2 separate regions of the Anas platyrhynchos genome follow, and region 2 is linked to region 1. A link is a contact called in public Hi-C data. All regions are on one chromosome and are shown on one strand. Each heading gives the region's core, a stretch centred on a gene start, on an enhancer-like site or on the middle of the called end of the contact. The rest is flanking DNA. Distances are from core to core; before and after follow the strand shown.

Evidence for each region. Hi-C and Micro-C count contacts between places; a contact is called where the count stands out from the background.
Region 2: a contact with region 1 is called in a Hi-C map of skeletal muscle, with 2.4 times the contacts expected there. The contact joins two enhancer-like sites. A contact is called at or near these places in 2 of 8 Hi-C or Micro-C datasets (skeletal muscle and subcutaneous adipose tissue).

Annotation. Positions count from the first base shown.
Region 1 is chr8:36,401,958-36,407,242 of IASCAAS_PekinDuck_T2T, forward strand. All of the region lies in intron 3 of NFIA (nuclear factor I A), which reads left to right. Among named protein-coding and RNA genes, the nearest start is that of NFIA, 130 kb to the left of the region's middle. Within about 2 kb of position 3,119, at least 1 of the 8 cell types and tissues checked has an H3K27ac peak or open chromatin away from gene starts, as enhancers often do. A contact at or near this core is called in subcutaneous adipose tissue, where this site is marked.
Region 2 is chr8:36,667,550-36,673,207 of IASCAAS_PekinDuck_T2T, forward strand. TM2D1 (TM2 domain containing 1) reads right to left here. Exons shown (of 7, transcript XM_072041448.1): 4 at 2,971-3,062. Among named protein-coding and RNA genes, the nearest start is that of TM2D1, 7.1 kb to the right of the region's middle. Within about 2 kb of position 1,377, at least 3 of the 8 cell types and tissues checked have an H3K27ac peak or open chromatin away from gene starts, as enhancers often do. A contact at or near this core is called in subcutaneous adipose tissue, where this site is marked.

The DNA.
Region 1 (5,285 bases), core at 1,869-4,368:
TGCCAAAACCATTGTGACCTTTTCACCCATAGTGCTTGCTTCTCTTTTTCTTCTCCCTTTTTTTTTTTTTCTTTCCCTCTTCTTCTTTTTGTTGGGGGGAGCATTCTCTTCCAAGATGCCTTATTCGAGATGACTTCAGCAGTGAGATCTCCCTTTCCTTCTAAACATGTACGATAATTATTGCTTTGAATCCACGCTTTTTCTTCAGTAGGCACTATCATCTGTAAGAGAACACATGTGCTCAGATTTAAATGGTGCTTCTTACAAAGCTACTGAAATCAATTATTCTCTTTAAGAACTGGCTAGAAAGAAAAAACAGAAATATGCAAATACACAAACTACATGTCATTTTCGTTTAAAAAAAAAAAAAAAGGAAAAGAGAGGAAAGGAAAGGAAAAGAAGATCGGTGTTTTGTGAATTAGAGGTTGACCAAAAAATGTATTGAAATTTAGAGTATTGCTCTCAGTTTGCAGTTTCTAATCTGCTTAACTAAAAGCAGGCGGCATTTTCATACCCTAAACTTGGGTTTGCTTTTTAGTTTTCACTTATTCTACGCTTGTATCAAATGACAAGTTGGAAACCATTGTGGCAAACCGTTTTCTTTGTGGGAGTCAAACAGTAAAGCTAATTTATGGCCAGTCCTTTACCAGATGATCTGTATCAGAATCTACAATATACTAGGCACGTGGCAAGGTCACAATTTAAGTTGTTAAGGTCACAACCTTAGCCACCAGGCATTTGACCTTTTAGATAAAGTTAACCTTTGTTCATTAGTAGGCACTCAACCGAGAACTTTCTGGAGTTTTTTACTGCTTTGGAGTTCCTTCTGCTAATGTGATCAGATTGGAGGAAGGATTCGCAATGGAAGTAGTTAAATTTTGTGAAAGGTCACAGTTTTTAGAGACTCCATCAGTGGGCAGAGCCGGATGGCAGGCGACAGGAATTGATACTGCGATGCCCGATTTTTTTATTTATTTATTTATTTATTTATTTTGATAGACCTCGTTACGTGCTTTGGGTGAGAGTTGAGCTAGCCACATATTTGTGGTGGAGAAAATCTCTTAATCTTTTGGACAGGCGTTTTAAAACCTGGAATTTTAGTAAAACCGGGGAATGGCTTTTTACTTAAGTGAGTTATTTTTTCTGACTCTCTTAATACTTAGAATAGGAGTCAGAGAAGAAGCAAGAAGTCAGCTTTATTCCTGCGACTGTGAAAATTTACTTAGGGTCTAAATATGCTCTATGGCCAATTGCCTGGGTAACAGTATATAACGCATGACCTTGAACTTTAGGCAGGCCCACTTGATGTTCCGAGTGGCAGATTTAAAATATTTCTGCTTGGACCATCACAAAGATGCCCCGGTCGAAATAACGTGAAGATTGGTTCATAAAGCAAACGACTGCAGATAGTCAAAATACCCATGGAGGTATCACTTAGCTCCGCGTCCGAAAGGTACATCGCACTTTGCACCGTAATCTTTTAGTACAATTGTTATTGATTGTTGCTGCATTAATCCCGCTAATAGCCGCAGCCAGTCCGGCGCGTTGCAGCGGTGTGAGAGGTGTTCTGACAATACCGTACATCACGGAAAGAGCTGTCGCAGCGTCTCCAGCTCCTGCGATCTGCTTTGCAAAAGTCTGGTGTTCGGCTGTGGAAACTATTGCCGGCTCATATAGAACGCACACCATATTGTTTACTTAATTACGCCGTAGCGGAGGCTCGTTTTTAATTATTTAGATAACTTCCTCGTTTTGCTGTGATAGCACATTTATTATTTAATTTAAAATCAAAAGGGCCGCGCTACTGTTAGTTTTTGATGCATTTTACTTTTGTTTTGGCTACGTTATTGTCATTCCTTCATACAGTAATCCAGATAGCCGTGATATGCAGATTGGCCAGATGGTCATGTTAACAGATTGAGAACCCACTTCCCACTGCTAAAGAGCAGGTGTAAGATCAGTGCTTTTTTTTTTTTTTTTCCCCCTTTCCTCCCAAGTTTCAACCAAAATGCTCTTTAGACAGCTCATAATGGTAGTTAAAAAGGGGCACATTTCAAATGGTGTTTGTTCTGTGAAGATAATATGTAATATATATGTCGTTTTTACACGTATCTGAAGACTTTTAAAGCATCCGTGACATTTCCTTCTTATATAAGGCTTTTGAAAGCATAATTCCAATACATGGCTGTTCCAGCATACATCAGAAACGGTCTTTAAAGTTTTGTTTGTGATGTTAATGGTCCCTGTGCATTTCTACGGAACACACGGATTGCATTTACTTTTTCCGAAAAATGTTCAGCCAGCTCTGCAGCAAGTACTTCATACGTGTTCTGTGTGCTGGGCTCCCTGTGAATGTCTGGGGGAACCTGAACAATCCGGTATTTAGATGAGATTTGGAGACTCATAGGATGTTGGTTGTTTTTTTTTTTTCCATTCATTTTGGCCATTGTGAGATGTGTGTAAATTTAAGGAAAAAAAAAAGTGAAATTAGGTTGTCTCATGGTGTTTCTGTCCTTGAGGAAAAGGCAGATTTTGCATTACTGCAAAAGGCTGGTAAAAGGTGGCCGTACAATGCCAGTGCTGGAAGCCTGCATCTGTATCCCACTTGGAAGTGGATGTGGGAGATGCAAGCTGCAGCTCCTCGGCACCCCCAGTTCCCTGTACCCACCCATCGCCGGCGCGCATCCAGCTGCACGGCAATTACACACCCTGCATGGCACAGAAAGATATCTCCATCTATCGACACGTTCTGTTTCGGGGAGTGGGGCTGACGGCTTTCTGCAGGGCAGGAGATGACAGAAGCAGGATTTAGGTCGGGACAACTGCGCTCCCCGTGCCGTTGTAACCGAGCCGGTGAGTATCCGTGATAATGCGGACACTAACTGGTGCGGCACTCCGGACGGTCTGCTCCATCACGAACCCCTGGCAGGAGTTCAGTCATGTGGTTTAGCTTTCCCCTTTCTCCAACAACAACAACAGCAACAACAAATAAACACTGGATGAAGACGTGTGCAATCTGCCCAGGATGTTTTCCAGGTGATGGGTTAGGCTGGGAACAGCCTGCTGTTTCCGTGCCTTCCTGCCCAGGCGGGGCCGGAGGTGCAGGGCTGGGAGAAGCCCTTGGATGGAAGTCGGCACATACGGAGCAGTGAGGTTTGTGTGTTGGTGAGAGAGTTACCCAATGCTGCTGGCTTGTCTACAAGCGACTGCACTTTTATATTTCCCTTCTTTTCCACCCAATGATGAATAGCATTAATTTAGATCTATTTAAGGCGAGTGTGGGAGAAACCACAATCTTTGTTGTGGTCACTGCTGTACACAGCGGGGCTGAATGTTTCTCTTGGTTGAGGCCTCAAAGCTGAATCTGGAGAACCCAAAACATCATGTCAGCTTTTCAAACCCTTCAAAGAGACACTGGAATCCTAATTGTTCATAAAACCCACTATTTATTATTATGATTATGTATTTTCAATGTTTCTCTCCATTCGGATGTAAAGGAAAGGGCATCCCTCGCGTTGCCTGCCTGGAGCTGCTCTGCAGCTCCTCCTCCCCTCAGCACTTCCACTCCACGTAGCGGCCCAGGCAGCCACAACCAGCAGACAAAACCCAGCTCTCCCAACCCTCAGCCCTCCTCCGAGGAGCTGTGCTCGGCTGTGCACAGCCCACACCACGGCCCTTCGGGGGTGTCAGCCGTGGGGGTTCAGGGACCGTCCTTTGTAGGGCTGCTGCTGGGGTGTCCTTGCCCGGGGCTATGGGTCCGGCACTGCCCCCACCGCCGCTCAGCCCGGCGTGGGCAGGAGCTTGAGCCGCAGATTAAATTACAGGCTGTAAATTCAGGGCAAATTATTTTAGCCTCCTAACAGCAACCGACCCTGCGTGTTTCCTTATGATGGCGAGGACGCTGGGTAGGGGAGAGTTGGTGGTGGGGCTGAATCGCTTTGGCTTCTCTGTCCATGTGGTGTTCTTCATGCATTTTATCTGTGGTTAGTGTTAATTAATGGTAACCACCAAAAAGATGGCTTGATAACACACGATGTACGGGGGAACTTTGTCCGAGCCACGTATTGGGTGGGAGCATTTAGTGTGCCAGCCCGGTGAGTCCCCTCACCACACTGTAGTCCAGCAGGAAGATATAACAACATATTTTTATGTTTTTGGGGAGCCCTTCTAGCCCTATGGCTCCACGTGTATGTCAGGGGATGGGTGGGCGAGCTCAGCCCAGCGCAGAGGCCTGGCAGTCGGGCACACGGCAGGAGGACATGGCTGCCGCGGGGCAGGTCCGTGCCCGCGAGGCGCATGGGGGCCTCCATTTTGTGTGCCAGGCTCGGGTGTGCGAGTGCAAAATGGAGAACGGAGCAGGCTTGCTTTGTGTGCGTCGAGCCGGGCTTTGCCCACTGGATGGGGAAGGTGGGCTGGGGCTGGCCTGCTCACCGAGGCTCTTGGAGCTCAGGGAAAACGTAGATTTTTGAGAAAAGATTGCGAATCTGAGGCTCTTTTTACAGCTGGGTCTGTCCTGCACGCTCGCGCCTATGGAAAAGGAGCTGGCAGGCTGCTCGCTTGCATTTTCGCATTCGGGAAAAGTGCCCGTAGCCAAGCGTGGAGACTTGTGTTGCCTGTGGTCCCTGCGCCCCCTCAGGGCACGTAGGTCCTTCGGCAAGGCCTGGGAGGGGTGTCCTGAGGGTGTACATCCATGGGTTCCTCCTGGGGCAGCCGCTGCCTTCTCCAGGCCCTTCATGTCCACCTGGCGAGGTGGCCCTCGGGCCGGTGCAGAGGGCCCCGGGCAGGCATTTCTTCTTCCCCGTGGGCCTTTGGTGCACATCCGTGCCATCGGATTAGCAAGATAAAATCAAGACGGATTTAATGACATGCTATTCTGAAAGTTTCCTGGACTTCATTGTTCATAACTTGGACCCAGATCGGGTTATTTACACATGAGGATTAAAAAGCTGCAAACAACTGTGTGATTTTTGGGGCTGAAAGCAATTAGCATATGTGGGCAGGAGGATATACTGCATGTCTGCGTTCCTTTAAAATATAAATCACAGTTATTTAATTATGTTTTGAGAGGGCAGATTTAAGGATATACTGCAAAATGCATTACCTATTATACCAACATGATAATCTTATTAACCTTGCTTTCTACTTTTTAATTTTATTGTGCACCCTGTATAACTCTTACGATATCAGAAATAATTACTTGGAGAATACATGATGTCAGAGGTCCGATATGACATTTATCTTCACAAGTGAGGAGACGGCTATCTCGTGCATTGCATAACAGCATG
Region 2 (5,658 bases), core at 127-2,626, 260 kb after region 1:
AGTATCACTTTTCTATTTTTGCTGAAATAGGAATTTTATTTGAATATATTTATACACATATATATAGAAACACTTCTTTTTAAGCAGCATTCAAAAAAAGTTGTTTTTTGTGCAAATAAATGAAAGAGTCATAGAAAACATGGGAATAGCAACTAACAGATAAATGTTTCATGGGAAGTTGCAATGAAAGGCAGACTACTTTTGGTGTTTTCAGAAGACTGATTTAACTTTTTTATTTAATACCAGTAGTTTCTTGTACAATGAGTGTAATACAGTGAGTACTGTATATATTACAAGATAAAACTTAGCTGAGCTAGGCAAACATTGACGTTACTTAAAGATTAAAAGGCATTTGTCTCTTTACCTAGGAACAGCCAGTATGAAGAGGAATGCTTATCTGTTGCACTTAAGTCAGTTCCAGGCTATGCTGTTCGGGGGAAACACAGTTCCCTGCTAAAAAGTAGATCCTTACTGTGCTTATAGGCACCAGCACACTTTGAGGCAAGAAACAAGCACATCGGTAACATCGGCCAGTGCAGCCTCGCATGGCACCTCTTCCCCAAGGGAGCTGGCACAGCAACAAGTTGTGTTGTGCTGCACAGTGCCTGGCAATGAGAAAGCACAGCAGTTTTCCAAAGGATGAGCCTGCTCTCGCTCAAATACCTGAAGGTCTCTTGACCTCTGTCTCTTCCTTTCAGCTCCCCCTCTCTCCGAAGCAGCAATCTGTCCAGAACACCACCTCCGCTCCCCAGTGCCCCATTTGTGCGGCTGCACAGGGAAAAGCGTGGCAGGATAGCTGCTTGCACACTGTGGGAAGAGCATCCCACTGTCTGCAGATAGCTCCCATGGTTGACAAGATGAAGCTGGCTGATTTATAAACTCTACGGAGGCCGTTTATCATCATTCCATGGACCGACAGTACAGTCAGAACAGTGAACATGTATCTAATGACCAAGAGGATGAAGGAGTGATAGCAGGATGGTCTTTCAGCTGATTAAAAGAAAAGCCTATGCGCATATTACAGCTGAAGTTGCGTCACTTAAATGTGTAAAACCTCAGTGTATCAATGTTTAAAATACCTCATTCCCAGGGGCTGACGTGTGAGACTTGCAGCAGCCAGACATGGTTTGCCTGGCATAGCGTAACAAAACAGAAGGGAAACAGCCAGCTAAATAAATACTGGCCTTAGGAAACTGCAGTTAAAACAATTAAATAATATCAAATCTTTGGTGAACACATTTAGTTTGTTATTATCTCTGAATCAAGTGCGGTCAGCATTTAAAACACTTATTTGTGATGCTCATTCTGCCACCTCCTCTCAGGCTTCAGTCCTGGACCTCACCCTCAGCTGGCACTGCTGGTCCCAGCTGCTCCAGTTCACTTGAGGAACTGGCTGCGTCCCGCGGAGCCGTCCTGCAGTACATTACTGGATGCAGAACTATTTCTGAACTTGGCATATGTTTCTGGAGTGCAGGGTAAAGTTGATTTTTTTTTTCTTCCTCCTCACTTTCCTCCCCAACAAGCAGATCACACTGAGAAAATAAACTGCTCTAAAGCATGGAGGGAAAAAGCAGTGCTCTTAGGCAGTAATAACTTCTGGTTTAGTTCACAGTGTGTGGGAGAGGAAGAGGTTGCCTTCCTGGCTTCTTCACACTCAATAGCATGTTTGCATTTGTGCTCTCTTTAACCAAAAGAGAAGGCAAAAAAGCGAAGGAGCATTTACAGTCTTCATAATTCTTGCACAAAATATTTCAATGTTATTCCCTTTATCATTTTTGCCAAAGCATGGATGACCTCCAGAAATATTTACTACAGTCAAGGAATCCAACCTACTGATTTTATTTCTCTTTTCTATTCTTACCTATTTGCTTTTTCCTTCTTTGGCTTTCAAAAGCTTGAGAACCTGTCTTTAGAGGAGTTTAATTTTACATCTGTTAACTCTGGTTACAGTGTATTCCAGTGGGGTTAGCAAACATGAGCCATACAGCACTTCTATGTAAGAACAGAGTATTTATAAATCTACAGTACTGCAGTATAACTACAAAATAACTACTGCAAATTATTATTCCAAATCCAGTGATATAACAAAAGGTGCACCCGAGTGACTGATTCCCAAAATAATACTTCTTTGTGAAAGAGATGGACAAAATAAGTGCTAATTATAGAATTTCAAGGAAAAGAGACACAGGTGTTAACAAAAGATTAACTGGAAAGACAGATAATGTTAAAAAACATGAGGGTTTCTACTGGATGGGCAGAAACTCAAAACTCCCAGCTGAAGGGACAGCAACATGTATAGCTTTTTCCAATTCACTGCTCCACACTATCTAGACTTTAAATTTACTCCATTTGTCAGGCTCAGAAACAAAGAAAATCCAAGACAGTAAAAGTAGTTCTAACATACCAAGGTATTTGCATTACTTAAAAGCCATTGGCACCATCACCCTGGGAACCAGGTCCTAAAAGCAGTAAGTAGAGGTAGATCTTATTAAAGGTCCCAGCTTCTGCAGAACTATTATTAATACTACAAACTATCTTGAAGGTATTCGTTTACCAGAATAAATTCCATATCCCAAAACACTAGCTTTACAGTAAAGTTTGCCCTCAATTTTTCTGTTAAAATCAAGCATCATCAAGCAGCTGACACATCAGTCAAAACCACTCCTGTTGCAGTGGCTCACAGAGAATGCAGTGCTAAACATCAGTGTCAAGCAAACGTAAAGCAAAATGAATGACAATAATCATGTTTGCTTGTGAGGCAACCGCATATCCATTTGTCACCACTCACTCCAACAGCATAGGAGGCAGAGGTACATGATCCAGGATCTTATTTGCAATGAAGTAAGGATTTTAGTTGCAAATATAAAAACTACAACAGTCAGCACTTTTTATTCAAAATGCAAGTACACACAAATAACTCAGTCATTACAATATGCTTTAACACAAAGAAAAAACAAGAAATAAACTTACCTAAGGCAGGATAGCCTAGATAAAATCTATCTGCTCCCAACCATCCCAGAAATAAGGACAGAGCCACTGCCACTTTGTAGGAGTATCCATTTCTGCCAAAAGAAACAAGGAATGAGACAACGACTGCAAGACAGATTCACTCATAGTTCTGAGAATTAAAGCAGTGACTCATTTGCCTGCTGCTTCAGTTAAAAAAAAAAAATCAGATTTGTTATTTATCTTTAATTAACAGAGACAGGATTGATAATGTTACGCTTTCAAACTTGCTAGGCATCCCCCATAAAGCAACCTCAGCTGTCACAACTCAAGCACACTCTTGCAGAATACCGATTCTTACGACTCTTATTCTGAAATTAAATCATCATTTCTTGTCAAGAAAGACATAATTCAGTTGCTGATCCATTCCCAGTTTTACAGAGCACTTCCCAATAGTTCAGCCCTACTGAGACAGCCCTGGAAAGCTCTGAGATGTGCGCGTACTGTCTGTAGGCATTAGTCTCACACCCAGCCAAATAGAGAGGAACAGGGTAGACAGGTGAGATGTCAGCAGAGACAGTAATTGCGATGAGATTTGAAGGAGAAATGAACCATGGCCACCGGCTGAAGAAGCCAGAAGGATTCAACAGAGGGAAAGACATGTACCTATCCCTGTGCTGCACACCGAGGGCAGTAAATGGCACGCGCTCATGAATGGAAAGAACTGAGAACTGCGCAAAGATGCACAGTAGTAGGCAGACACCTTGAAGTTAAACGCCCTGTGGTTAGCCATACACAGCACTCAGACACAACAGGCTGCCTGAGATTTGTACTGACTGGCACCATTCTTGCCACCAGTTGGAGCGATGTGGCCACCTAACCATCAGTAATCTTCACTCACTGCCGATGGGGGCTTTGCACTAATAGCAAGCTAGGAACATCGAGCTACCAACTGTAAAGCCATCCTTTGCTGCACCGGTGAAAAGCTAGCTTGTGAAAAGAACAGAAACCCAAATCTAATTAGAACTTAAAAAAAATAATCAATAATTCACTGTTCTGATATGTGCACTAATATGTGCCAGCAATTACTTAATAAGCCCAAATTAAACTCTCGGTTGACAGTTGAATAAAACATGGTTTCACAAAAGACAGTAGCTGAGAACGCTCCAAGCACCTTTATTAAGCACTTTCAATGCCAAATAAAGATCTACATTTTTGCTTATTATCTAGATTTACTGACTTTAAAACTTAATGGCAACATTAAGTGATTAAACCGTGACTCTTACCTCAATATTTGTTACTTAGTGCTTATTAGCAACACAGAACATACCAGGCATTTCTGGAACCTGATGTAATGTAAATTATCAGCTTTAGAACTGCCATGTTTCCACTGTAAAGAACACTAATTGTTTTATGCAAAAGTTGAGGTAAACTGTTGGGAAATGTTTATCAACTAAAAAGTGTCAACAAACCTTTCAAGGACACTAAAGCCTACAAACAGCATTTGCATAGAAGGTGGGAACGCAATCTGAGATGCTTCTGATCAAAAACAGTCAGAAAGTAAACTTAGCACTTGCGTCTGCATTGAGATGCTGTTAGAGGGAGCGCAGTCTGCAACTTCAACACCACCAACCTGAGGGGCAGAAGAGATCTAGTGTGAAGTGGAAGCACGTTAACACTCTAACAAGGCTGCCTCCACTCTCGTCCTTCGTCTTACTCATTCTTTCAGATAAAAATACGTGCTGAAGAATTAACCAGCAAGCAGGAAAATAACACTTCCCGCTAATCTAAAGGAATTTCTACAACTGGGTAAAAGATGCAATTTCTTTTCAGTTGCTCTTTGATTTTTCTCATGCTTCATCCAGTCTTTCTTTGTACATTTCTCGCATAAACGCCTTTTCCTCCTGCTGGCCATGCCCGTTGATACTACCCATAGTACTGCTGCACGTGCCAGCGGCCTCTGTGCTCTCTCGGGGTCTCAGCACTGCTCAAAGACCTGTCCACGTGGAACTTCAGGGCTTCTGCAGACTGCCATTTGATGGACTCCTTGCTTAGAACAATGATGCTGGCACAGGGGACATTTCAAGCCTGCAGAATCAGGGCCATATATTTGCATATTAAGCAAAATACATGACTGTGACATGACAGAATCTGGCAAAAATCTAGCTCCAAAACACTAAATTAGAACCCAACCAATCCCAAATCCCAGTCCTTTGCTGTAGTGACCTCGCTAGTAGTTACAAGCTATTCCTTGAACAAATACTAGGAGTGACTGAACTTGAACACATCCTCATACACAAACAGAACAGGATCCTAGAGCTGTAACCTAGACTGCTGCTAAATTAGGATGTTGGCTGAGGACAACACGCTGATTTGCTCCTTCCTAAAGCTAGGGATAGAAATTAACCTGCTGTCCCTACACCCGCTGTGGGAAGATGCCTACTTAAACCAATTTTCTGGTTAAATGATGTGCAGTCGTTTTTGCCGATATTATGCAGGTATTTTTCACCAAAACTCAGGTAAGATGTTAGAAAATCTCCAAAATCTCTCAACAACATGCTTGCATAAATCCTCCTAAATTCTCAGTTGAACTTTACTAGAGGTTTCAGCATACCCACAACAGGTCCTCTTACCCCTGTGCCACACAAGCAGTTGTGGGACTGGAAAAGCCACGGCAAGTTATTTTGGTAGCTTAACCACTGGTGATTTCAT